Linked DNA regions of Mus musculus: region 1 is linked to region 2. Evidence: chromatin contacts called from public promoter capture Hi-C data. All regions are on one chromosome and are shown on one strand. Each heading gives the region's core, a stretch centred on a gene start, on an enhancer-like site or on the middle of the called end of the contact. The rest is flanking DNA. Distances are from core to core; before and after follow the strand shown.

Evidence for each region. Capture Hi-C pulls out chosen DNA fragments and counts their contacts.
Region 1: a contact with region 2 is called in a promoter capture Hi-C map of liver. The contact joins the promoter of Ddx11 here to the promoter of Tmem232 in region 2. A contact is called at or near these places in 1 of 115 datasets of contacts at active chromatin or transcription factors (bone marrow-derived dendritic cells) and 2 of 9 other capture datasets (liver and pancreatic islet).

The regions. Positions count from the first base shown.
Region 1 is chr17:66,121,862-66,125,380 of GRCm38.p6, reverse strand. Ddx11 (DEAD/H box helicase 11) reads right to left here and starts at 1,861. Exons shown (of 27, transcript NM_001348292.1): 1 at 1,689-1,861.
Region 2 is chr17:65,539,162-65,542,421 of GRCm38.p6, reverse strand. Tmem232 (transmembrane protein 232) reads left to right here and starts at 1,640. Exons shown (of 15, transcript NM_001008973.2): 1 at 1,640-1,712.

The sequences.
Region 1 (3,519 bases), core at 612-3,111, 580 kb before region 2:
TGGCCTTGAAACACAAGAGCTTTCTGGGGCTCAAGGGTAGAAAGCTTACTAGGAAATGGAGACTCCCTGGCACCTTAACACCCCTAAAAAACAGCCATTTAGTTCCAGACTGGAAGAATGCTTTTCAGAGCCACCAATCTGACTAGACTGGCTTCCCAATACTAAGTCTATGCTGTGCACAGCAGTCCCTTCCCCTGGCAGGCCAAGGGCTCTCAGCTCCATGCGTTTTCATTCCTGTCTCCTCTTCTGAAACGCTTTTTCTCTGCCATCTCTTGGCCATCTGGAGGAAATACTCATCCATGCCTCTTTTCTTGAGATGTAACTGGACAGGCCTATCTGTTCTAAGTCCAAACAGTAAGAACCCTAAGACCCACTTTATTATTAATAAACAGAAACCTTTTTTTTTTAACTACACTGTGCTAAAAGACAGTGATAGTGTCAATCCATTTATGAGAGATGGTAGTTGCCAATGTGTTCCTCCAGGTATTAGGGAAAGAAAAACGACTACCCAGGTGGAGAAAGCACCGAGCAAAACAAAACAACAAAAACTAAAGGCCACACAACAAATTTAAGAAAATGCAGTAATAAAAAGAGCTATGCAACTGGAAAACCACTAAAACACGAAGAGAGGGTAAAGAAATGTAGCCAACAAGAGATGGAGAGATGGCGGAGTAGTTAAGAACACTGGCTGCTCTTCCAGAGGACCCAGGTTCAATTCCTAGCACCCACACAGCAACTCACAATTGTTTCTAACTCCAGTTCTAGAGGATCCAGACATACAAACTATGCATAAAATAGTAAAAGTAAGTTTTTAAAGGTAACCACAGATTCTGAGCATCTAACATGTGTTAAGCACTCTTCAGAGCCCCCACCCCACCCCCTTCTTAATTTCACTTAACCTATCACGGATATCATGACAGAACTGCTGGCTGGAGACACTGCTCACTAGTGGAGCCCTCGCCTAGCAGCTGCCCAGAGCTTAATCTACAACCGAAAGCGGCTGGGTGTTAAGGAGTAAGTAGCATTAAAGAAGAAAAAGTACGCATTTAACCCAGGTGCGAAGCGCTCTGCTATGGTCAAGCTCACCTAAGTACAACAGAGAACTTAGCAAGGCTAAACAGGAGATTTCCTGAAATGATGCACTCGGAGGTGAAGAATGTCGCCGTCTGGGAAAACCAGGAACCCGGGCTGCGGGCAGGCAGGGAAACCCTGTACATGAGAACTGCAAGCTAGCCGGGATTTCAGGACAGGGTCCTGCATGCAGGGACCATGTATTTATTATTTAATCCTACTTTTATGCCACTTCCATCAAAATGTGGTCGACTTCCCGAACTTCCTCAACCTTAAAAAAAAGGGGGGGGGGGCAGTGCAGCCGAGAATGCAACAGTATGGTCCCTGAGGCACACTGCCAAATTGGATCTCAAGTTCATTATCAGTCAACCTGTGTCTTCACCTGACTTCACTATATACAATAACCCCTGAAAATCGTTTAAAACAGACTCTCTACATTTTAGAATCCAACCTGTTACGTACACTCACCGAAGGCGCCACTATACTTGGGCTGCCACTCGCTCCAATCCATCCCACGCCGCCTCCGCCCCCACGTCCGGCCGTAGGGCGCGCTCGGCTAACCCTGCCCCCTGGCAGCCTCCTCGGCTTCCGCCTCCGCTCGAGTGTGCCCTTCTCACCTCTCTGCCTTCGGTCGCAGCGCTTCTCCCACACAGCACCGAACTCGATCGCCACCGCAGGACCGCCTCACTGAGGCCGGCAAGCGAGCCTGGCCGCCGCGGCTGAATTTAAACTGCAGTTTCACTGAAGGAGCATGCGCGCACGCAGAAAACCCTCCACGTGGCCACGCCCCCGAGCCACTGCGCCTGCGCGCTGCCGCTCAACCGCGGGCCTTGTGCTTCAATATTGCCTGGATTAGAACTGTGTTTGAGCTTTGATCTAACCTTCCATATTAGTTTTTTTGTATTACCGGCTATTGGGGGTTGTTGTTGTTGTTTCCCCAGAAATATTGCGCTTTTTAAAAAATTGTATTTATTTAATGTATGAGTGCTCTGCTGCATATACATCCGCAATTGCCCGAAGAGGACATCAGATCTCCCTAAAGATGGCTGTGAGCCAGAATGTGCTTGCTGAGAATTGAACTCAGGACCTCTGGAAGCGCAGCCAGTGTTCTTAACCGATGAGCCATCTCACCAGCCCCCAAGATTCAAATAGATTTCTCAAAGAATGTTAAATGTAGAAAAGAGAAACTATCAAATATCAGATGTATACAAGCCACTAAGTACTAAGAGGGTTTTTGATGAGGTCATTCATCATGCATGTATTTATGTTTCCTCCTTACTATAGATATTGAATCTGTTTCACAATCATGACAAAGGTGTACTACTATGGTGATTGTTTTTAGAAACTGTTCCTGTAGTGTAACGCAGAATTAAAAAAAATTGACAGGCTCTGGGGAACAGTAAGTCCATTGAGATTTGGTTTTCTGTCACTAGTTACAAAAGCACACACAGCACGGGAGGTGTAGCAATTGGTCACTATAAACGTCTCTGTTTATTGCACTAGGGACACTGAACATGATCCATTTTCAGAGGCTGTGGCTAAAAATCCTAACCACACCCTCAAGCTTGGTGCCCTTCTCGCTCTTTTGCAGAGAGATGTAAGAAAGATTAGTTCTTTGCCCTTTAGTGTCCATTTTATAGGGAGCCTGGCAGTTGTGGGATTTAGTCCCCAGTGGGATCTGTGAGCCTTTGATTATTCTGTTGGTTCTGTTGTCATCTATACATATGCTTGAAAGGCTCAAGACAGAGCTTGCAGTAGAAGAGGGAGAAGGGCTATATGTGATTTCGCTTCTAGCTCCTTAACCCCAATTCCGGGCTCTGGGACTGAGTTACTGTTCCCTAAAGTTTGATTGTATCAAGTTTCAGAGTGGAGGGCTATGTCTGATTATCTCAGCGCTCTCTCTCTCTCTCTCTCTCTTCCCAAGACAGGGTTTCTCTGTGTAGCCCTGGCTGTCCTGGAACTCCCTCAGTAGACCAGGCTGGCCCCAAATGCAAAGATCCACCTGCCTCTGCCTCCTGAGTGCTGGGATTAAAGGCCTGCACTGTCTGGTGAAAACCCAGGATCTTAAGCAGTCCTAAGACTCAATGTTCTTAGGGCCTCTGTTTGGAAAGCATCGTCTTGTCCCTGTAGATATTCTAAAAACCAAAAACAGGACTGGAGAGACGGCTCAGCAGTTAAGAGCACTGACTGTTCTTCCAGAGGTCCTGAGTTCAATTCCCAGCAACCACATGGTGGCTCACAACCATCTGTAATGGGATCTGATGCCCTCTTCTGATGTGTCTGAAGACAGCGACCTTGTGCTCACATAAATAATTCTTTAAAAAAAAAAAAACTGAAAAAAGAAAAAACAAAAAAAACCCACCCCCTCCCTGGTGGTCTAATGAGTAGGTTAGGTGCTTTCATGATGCAGCCATGTTTTTAGTCCACTCAGGAAGCCTTCTCTTCCTT
Region 2 (3,260 bases), core at 391-2,890:
TTCTTTCTTTCCATCTTTCTTTCTTTCTCTCTCTCTCTCTCTCTCTCTCTCTCTCTCTCTCTCTCTCTCTCTCTCCCTTCCTTCCTTCCTTCCTTCCTTCCTTCCTTTCTTTCTTTTTTTTTTCAAGACAGGGTTTCTCTGTGTAGCTCTGGCTGTCCTGGAACTAACTCTGTAGACCAGGCTGGCCTCGAACTCAGAAATTCACCTGCCTCTGCCTCCCAAGTGCTGTTTTGCTTGTGTGCTTTCTTTTCTCTTTTCTTCTTCTTCTTCTTCTTCTTCTTCTTCTTCTTCTTCTTCTTCTTCTTCTTCTTCTTCTTCTTCCTCCTCCTCCTCCTCCTCCTCCTCCTCCCCCTCTTCCGTTCTTCTAGTTTTTTTTAACTTTAAATTTTTTTTTTTTTTATATTTTACCATTCTATTGATCTACCTGTCTGTCGCTGTACCAGTACCATGCAGTTTTTATCACGATTGCTCTGTAGTATAGCTTGAGGTCAGGCATGGTGATTCCACCAGAGGTTCTTTTATCCTTGAGAAGAGTTTTTGCTATCCTAGGTTTTTTGTTATTCCAGATGAATTTGCAGATGAATTTCCAGATGAATTTCTAATTCGTTGAAGAATTGAGTTGGAATTTTGATGGGGATTGCATTGAATCTGTAGATTGCTTTTGGCAAGATAGCCATTTTTACAATGTTGATCCTGCCAATCCATGAGCACGGGAGATCTTTCCATCTTCTGAGATCTTTAATTTCTTTCTTCAGAGACTTGAAGTTCTTATTTAAAGAGAGAGAAAGGAACATACAGTTGGGTGGGTAGGTACGGAGATGGGGGGATCTGGGAGGAATTTGGGGATGGAAATACATGAATCAGAATATATTGTATGAAATAATGTTTTTTAGTTAAAAAAAACTATGCTTCACCCTCTCCAAAAGGAGGGGGGGGGAGAGAGAGAGAGAGAATACAAAAGACCTATTTGATAACCTTAGTTCATGCTAACGTTATAGTTTCCACTATGAGTCTCTTTTTTGAAGCACCCAATTATTTTTAGGAAATTTATGTCATAGGAAGATGTACGTACACTGGTTTCCCCATGTAACTAAAAATGTTTTCCGTCAGTACTTCCAGGTGTGAACATTTGTAAAAACCCAATCTTTCCTTTGTTAGTCGGCACAGGTAATCTTACAGGATGTTTTTAAGGCATTGAATTTAAACTCGCCCCCTTGTGGTTAGTATGTGTCAAAACACCCTGGGTATTTGGTGACTCGTATTTGGTTGCTGTGACAGTCTCCAGATTTTCTACAGAAAGAAATTTGCCAATAGCAACTTCTTCCAAAGATATACGGTCTAACAGGGCGTTAGGCATGGAGGACGTGCTGACTGCTGCCAAGGCGTTTTTGCGGCTGCTGGCAGCTACACACAGTACACAAGGAAGTCACGCGGAGTCACAGCTGTGAGCTTTTCGGTCGTCTTAAGCCAACGAAGGTTTTTTGTTTTTTGTTTTTGTTTTTGTTTTTTGTTTGTTTATTCGTTTGCTTGCTTGTTTGGATTTATTGCTTATAATCTGAGTACACGCGAGGTGCGGGTGGGGTAGGGCTGGTGGAATGACAGCTTGTGATTGGCTAAACCCTTGAGACAGTTAAAGGTCAGCCAGCGGGCTCCAAGAGCGACTTACACAGCATCCTTAGCAACCAGCTGGAGAGCCTGGCGGGAGCGCTGGGGTGAGTAATTGTAGCCCCTATTGTCGGTGACTTGGGGAACTAGGATTACGGTCCTATCCTTTAGTAACCCAGACCACAAAAGACCCAAATGTAGGTTGAACTTCACCCCCTCAGAGTCCCAAAAGCCCCGTCTCGAAGTTGAAGAGACTTCTAGTCATTGGGAAACTCCAGACCTATTTACCAGTTTTACAGTATCAGGCTCCAAATTAGAGTCTGTGCCCTGCAACTTCCGCTAGCTCCTTTGATAGAGGCAGTGTTTTGGGGAGAGTATAGAAGGTGGGGGAGCTCTGATAACTGTTCTAGGGCTTTGCTGATCAGTGTTCATGGTCCCCAGCAACTCAGTTCTTCCCCCACCCCGTCTTCCGTCTTCTTACCATCTCCCCATTCTCCTCGTACACGTACACTTTTGGATTTTCAAAGAGAAAATTCCAACATAAAGATTAGTACACGGAAAGGGCAAAGAATAGATGAAAACAAAACAAAAACTCACAAATAACCTAGAAAATAATGGCAAAGTTATCACTCAGGAAGCATTCCTGGAGGTAGGGAAGAGTTGGGTAGAAGTCTATAATTAAAGTTCATCTGATCGATGCCGTCTTCTCTGTTGTCTCTGGTCAGATTCTTTAGAGTTGTAGTTTAAACCTGGTGTTCCCTGATGCAAGCTACATGTCCAAAGGCTTGGTTTAATTTTTATATGACCTAGTTCTCAGAAGTCGCCTTTGAAGTCACATATTCTGAAGCTTGTTTTAATTGAAGCTTTAAAAAGCTGTCCAGAGATTAATAATAACTTTCTAGAAAGAAAAACACACAAACTGCCAAGCAACCAGGCATTTTGTTGGAGCTATTTCAATACGTGCTATGTCTCAGAAATGTTTTGATTTCTCATGTAAGGCTTCAAGGTAAGTGCTAGATTTCCATTTTGCTGATAACTATTGAACATTCCCCAAAATGTATCATTCATATAATTCCAGGAAGTAGTGTTCTAAAAAGTTGCTCTTGTCAATAAATTTGGAGAAAATTACATACATATCACATTATCTGTCATTCAAGATTCATTATATATGCACATATACTAATAACCCCCTAAATCTTACAGCATGTCAGTCTACACAAATTTGTTCCACACTGCACTTTTGGGAATTACTGTTTTAAATTAACCACACTGTTGTTTCCTCCTCCTCCTCCTCCTCCTCCTCCTCCTCCTCCTTCTCTTCCTCTTCCTCTTCTTCCTCTGGGTTCATTTCTTCAAATATTTCTGGTTGATTCAGTTTAAGTCCCCACTCCCTCAAATCTTTTCAAAACAACTTCAGCAAGTTAATGAATTATTCTACCCCCACTACTTTGTATTCCATTTCAGCAGTAACATAAACAATTTGCTAACTGTTTAGGACTATTGGTTTCCTGCAGTAACCTAGCAGGTACTTTGTTGAAACTATGATTCTAACATGGTATCTAGCATCTTGCAAAGGCTCTATAATAACTATTTGAATAACTAGAAGTAATCATTAATTTCCCCCTTTATAATGCCTGTCTTGTAGAAGACCAGAT